Regions from separate parts of the Mus musculus genome. Here region 2 is linked to region 1. Evidence: chromatin contacts called from public Hi-C data. All regions are on one chromosome and are shown on one strand. The core of a region is the stretch at or near the end of the contact, and the rest is flanking DNA. Distances in the headings are between cores, read along the strand shown. Region 1 has its middle 26 kb from the start of Gm33251. Region 2 holds the start of 9330182O14Rik (RIKEN cDNA 9330182O14 gene).

Evidence for each region. A called contact is a pair of places that touch in the nucleus more often than the background predicts.
Region 2: a Hi-C map of cerebral cortex shows a contact between it and region 1, with 2.4 times the contacts expected there. The contact joins the promoter of 9330182O14Rik here to the enhancer-like site in region 1. A contact is called at or near these places in 19 of 484 Hi-C or Micro-C datasets (the Ba/F3 cell line, the G1E-ER4 cell line, the HL-1 cell line and 12 more), 4 of 115 datasets of contacts at active chromatin or transcription factors (acute myeloid leukemia, bone marrow-derived dendritic cells, double positive thymocytes and 1 more) and 2 of 9 other capture datasets (embryonic stem cells and pancreatic islet).

The regions. Positions count from the first base shown.
Region 1 is chr15:40,017,621-40,020,396 of GRCm38.p6, reverse strand. No RefSeq gene overlaps it. Among named protein-coding and RNA genes, the nearest start is that of Gm33251, 26 kb to the left of the region's middle. Within about 2 kb of position 1,421, at least 36 of the 459 cell types and tissues checked have an H3K27ac peak or open chromatin away from gene starts, as enhancers often do. A contact at or near this core is called in cerebral cortex and embryonic stem cells, where this site is marked.
Region 2 is chr15:40,132,944-40,135,719 of GRCm38.p6, reverse strand. 9330182O14Rik (RIKEN cDNA 9330182O14 gene) reads right to left here and starts at 1,355. Exons shown (of 4, transcript NM_001256056.1): 1 at 1,151-1,355.

The sequences.
Region 1 (2,776 bases), core at 172-2,671:
AGGATACTATCTATTTCATCTATCAGCAGCACATGTGGTTTTAACCATGGTCTAGAAATAGGTTAAGAAATTCCCTTATGAAACCAATGTATCAGGATACTGCTTCTCAATTCTTGTTTTTCTCCAACTGTAATGATGCCTTTAGTCAGATTTTGGTGAAAGGGTCCCATTGGCCTGAGCACATGTTGACTCACTAATTTCTTATTTTGTCAGTAAGTCAGCTGATATGGAAATATTGCTGTTATATGTAAAAAATATACTGGAAAAATGCCAAGAATTTCTGAGAACCATCTCTCTTTCACAAGAGCATGTACACACACACATACACATATGCACACACACACACAATGAGAGAGAGATGGAGAGACACACTGATAGAGACAGAGACAGAGAAAGACAGAGATAGAGAGAATTAAATGTTGATTTTTGACTTTGTTTTTTCATTGATTACTTGTATGTCTGTGTGTCTATGACATGCATATCAGAGAGAAAAGATACTTAATTTCCAATGAAATAAGAGATAGTAAGGGTGAGAGAGAGAGAGAGCAAGAGAGAGAGAGAGAGAGAGAGAGAGAGAGAGAGAGAATCAACCACAAAGGTGACTTTTGGCTCTAATGTTGAGAGCGGTTCAGTTAGGAGGTAGTGTAAGACTCTGGCAAGCCTTAGTTTACTGGGGACTCCCTAATGAAGGACTCAGAGCCAGGAATCGATGCAAAAAGCAAGAGGAATTTATTGTTCCAACATGTTGGGGTCACCCTGCGTACGGAGAGAGAACAACCACGCGCAGCCCATTCGGTGAGCCTTTATACAGTTCTCCAGGCAGCAGCCATTAGGCACAATGTGATTGGCAGAACAGTGTGACTTTTAAACTGATTGGTCTTTAGGGAATGAGGTAGGTGGCTACAAGCTCTGGGCCTCCCCTACCCGCAGATGGTTTGTCTCTCCTTCAGGTGCTCTGAGGAATGTAATTAGCCCCACCCTTCCGGAGGGGAAGGGTGCCTATGACCTTTCTCTTCTAGGAGGGGAGAGGTCCTGTGGAATTTTCTAAAGTTCCTGAGCTGACCTCTTCACACAATTAATAATCGAAGACATGCCAGGTGATGACATGGGAAAGGAAGAGAAAGATGCCTCGGTGTGCACTGATAAACTAACCCGCAAACTGCCCTGAGGAGACCTCAACATACACTGAAAAGTTAACAGATACTATGTATCATTTTAAGTTTATATTTTATTAAGTTGCTGCATTAGCATGCGCAGAAATAGATTTCATTGTAGCATCTTATGACTATCATTAGACGGCTCTTATTTCTTCTTCTTCTCCACTGTTCTCACCACCCCCACCCCACACCTCTGTCCTTGTCCCTGTCGCTGCACCTCACAGCCCCTGCCCTCGGCTCTCTCCTTTCCCTTTGTTAGTCTCCTTAACAAGCAGCTGTCTCAGCTAATGGTAGCAGTCCAGCTTCCGTCACTTGTGCGTGGCCAGCTGGCTGCATTCGAATGAGAGACATTCTGAGCTATAATCAATCAAGCTGTGTATGTGTCTGTGACAAAATTTCGGCATATTCAGTACAGTCTGCTGAAGCTGTAACCTTGTTCACTAGGTAGCATTTAGGAAGAGCACTGCGTTATTAAACCCACAAAATAGACCAAAGAAGAGGCTCTTTGAACAATGCCCTGCCCTCAGCAACAATCAGGCAGGGCTTTGACCTTGAAACTGCACAGCACAAGACACTACTCAGGAAAGGCCAGCAGCCTCCACCTCACTTCTATTTCCTGTTGTACCCATTTTCTGGGATAGAACTTCTGGGAACCTCTGTTGGTTTGAAGGGCTGCCAATTAGCAAATCATCACTCGCTCAATTACACTTTTAAATACGACTTGCCTAAAGTTTCTTCTTACAGCTTTAGTATCTTAAGTGTTACGGCTATCTCAAGTAAACTAACTGAACTAATTGTGTGATAAACTTTAGTTCCACTATTGTGGCAGTTTGCTTGGCTCTTTTGAGTTTGACCAGTGTCGCATTTGGCCTCATTGGAGGAATCTGATGAGCAGGAAGCCTCCCCCTTGAGGGGTGAGCATACTTACCCACCCCAATCTGCACTGATGGAAGCCAGCTCAGACTTTCGCTATCAGAAAAAGTAGTTCACTTCGGTTGCAGCAGCTGAGCGGGAAGTCGCTTAAGCCTAAAGCTGTTGCTCAGCCTCTTCTCTCGTAGCCCTGTGGGAGTGCTTGCCTTGGAATGGTGTTAACACGGAGGAAAGGAGCTTAGAGAGTGGGAGAAAGGCTTCCTGGTGGCATCGTTTGTTCTACAGATCAAATCATGCCTCAAGCCCAACTACCTCTGCACTTGTTTGCAGTGGGAAAAGATCTTCATTAACTCAGACGTTTGCAGAAAACAGTGAGCATCAGAAAAAGAAGGGGAAAAAATGTATCGTAAATACATGATAAATATTTAAAGAATGAAAAAATCTCCTCATAAAAAGCAAAGTTGCCAGTTCTACAGACTGTTTAAGATTCTTTCCGTTGTTTTGAAGTGTACTATTAAATATAAACCGTCTCTTGCAAGATCAGAACTACAAAAGACCCAGACGTCAGAACCTGAAAAGGTGCCAGATGCTGGAGCCTTCAAAAGAAACAGAAGTGGCTAATGATTAAATGGAGGTCTGCTGTCACGGTCCTTGGTCTTTCCAAGTGGCTGTGTCTCAGCATCCCCCATCGTTTTATCCACCAAGAAAGATCACAGCTAATCAATTTCTCCCCAAGAACCCTACTATGT
Region 2 (2,776 bases), core at 106-2,605, 120 kb before region 1:
ACAGCCAAAGAAGGTGGTCTTTGCCTATTTCTTCAAGAAGAATGCTGTTTCTACGTTAACCAACTGGGATAGTGAGAAATAAAATTCAGGAGCTGCAATCAGACATACGTGAGACCTCTAGTTCTGGGATTTTTGAAAACCCTATATGGAAGTAGATAGTCCCTTTCATAACGCCTTTCCTAGTCAACCTCCTGGTGTTATTATTTGCTCCCTGCCTCATTAATCTTGTTTCTACATTCCTTCAATGACAAAAACAAAAAATGTCTAACCAAAGTATTAATCAGTTCCTGTTACAGGATTACCAGCTCCTGTCCACAGAGGAGCCTGATGCTAACATCTACCAAGTGGACCCCAATGATGAAAGTCAACTATAACCCAAAATTGTCGACACCCCTAGACAGCGGGAAGGAATTTAAGAGATCTGTTGCCCCTATTCCCCTTTTACCATAGGCTTCTCCCTCCTCTCTTTTTTTCTTCTCTTTATGATAAGCGAAGGGAGGTATTTTGGCATCAGAAACTGGATTTACAGTAGAAGGTCACCTCTGAATCCAGCAACATAGGCGACAGGGACCAGTACATCTGTTGCCATGGCAATCACCATACATGCCCAGCATCCACCTGGCCCACCTGCCCACATTTACCTGTGCGTGGTTACATCACAGCCCAAATAAAAGGCAGGCCCCTCCTAACCTTCACTCTCTTTCCTTCTTCATCATCGTTGTCCCCCTTTGCCACCATCCTCCACCCCCCACCCCCGCACACACACACACAATAAACCTCTAGAGTCCTGTGGAACTGTGCTGGCCTAGTGTGATCTGTCTGGACAAACTGCCATTCTAACATAACAAGTACAGTGGGGCTGGGTGTTCTGTAGCTAGTCTCTGTAGGGAGACCAGTCCTAGGCTGTAAACACTTTCGAGAAGGAAGTCAGAGGTGCTAGTCTTTGCACAAGTTAATCAAGCCTCCAGAAAGACTCAGACTCCCAAGCAAAGCTTTGCATTTCTCTTAAGCCCCAACCACATGGCGGTTTTGCCAATTGTTTTGTGGGTCTAAGGCCTTGGCCGTTCTAGACACAGTCGTGCCCATGTCATAATACACATACACTCAGGGCTTCCTCCTTGACCTACAAAAAGAGTCTGTTTACACTCACAGTTCAGTTTCCTCAAGGGTAAGAGTCCATTGTGGCAGAGAACACAGCAGCAAATGACAGGTTGGCAGTGCTGTGTTCTCAGGAAGCTGAGAGCTCAGGTGCAGAGCTGGGAGCACAAAGTCCTGACTGAAAACCGAAGAAGGTCTTTTACTCCCAAAGCCATTTATCTCCCCATGACTTACTTCCTCCAGCAAGGCAAGGCTTCACCACATGAAGAGCCACCGACAGCGCCACCAACTGTCCAAATACCTGAGACTCTGGGAGATAGTTTTTTTTTTTTTTTTCATTTAACCCCAGGAAGCAATAAAGTACTGTATGGCACGGAAGGTGAATGTGTTAATGCTCGAGATGAAGCCCAGGATGCTGACCTATGAATCGCTGCTCACTATATACGGTAATTCAGCTCCAGATCAGTGGCAGTTGTTTTGAACTCTTACCTACAGCCACCTGGGTTTCCCTGGGAAGCTGAAGCAGCTTTGTGCCTCACTCTCTTCCTGCCTGGTGGGTATACTATTTCAAAGACTCTCTGTTCTGCCCCACCCTGGCACCCAGGATTGCTATCAAGCTCTAGCTAAAGGCTCCACATCTCATACCTTACTGTTAATGTCTTGCCAGTAATTGTGAATTTTGACCAGTCCTTTTGTGTGTGTATTTTCACGTCTGTCTCATTCTCTCTCGACTGTTTTAGGACACGAGATGCATGTGCCTAGCCCTCGTGAGACCCCTCAGCAATGACTACGCGTGAGCCCTTCATGCACTAGAGGCTTCATCAAACAGAGCCACGCAAAGACTGCAGAGGGTTTAACAAGTTGCATTTTAAAGTACTTAGGAAAACGGGTTATTTAGTCTGAAATCACAAGCCGCAGGGCCAGAACTGAAAGCAATCTTCTGGAGATGTTTCTGTTCAACAATTGTTCTACCTGGGTTTCTGTTGCTGGGATAGACATAATGACACAAAGCAATTAGGTGAGAAAAGGGATTTATTCAGCTTGCACTTCTGGGTCTCGGCGCACCATTAAGGGAAATCAGTGCAGTCAAGCAGGAACTGAAGTAGAAGCCACAGTGTAAGGCTGTGTCTTGGCTTGCTCTCTGGTTTGCTCCTACACATGTTTTTTTAAGGATAAAACTTTTTTCTCTGCCATTTTTTGAGGTTATAATTATATTATTTCTCCCTTTCTTCCCTCCAACACTTCCCATATACCTTTCCTAGCTCTCTTTCAAACTCATGGCTTCTCTTTTTCCATTAATTGTTGTTACCTACATATAAGCATATGTGTGTGCTATATATATATTTTATATGCATATACACATATACACATACACACACATATGGCCTATCTAGTCTGCATGCTTTTACATTTACATATGTATACACATACACATATATACATACATATATATCCATATATACATATGTGTGTGTGTATATATATATGTATATATATATACATATATATATATATATCAGCTTTTTTCATGCAGCAGAGAACCACAAGCTCAAAGAATAGTCCTACCCACAGTAGGCTGAGCCCTTCCACATCAGTCAACTATCAAGAGATTCTCCATAGATAGAGATAGTTCTTCAGTTGAGGTTTTCTCCTCTCAGGTGACTCTAGGTGTGTGTCA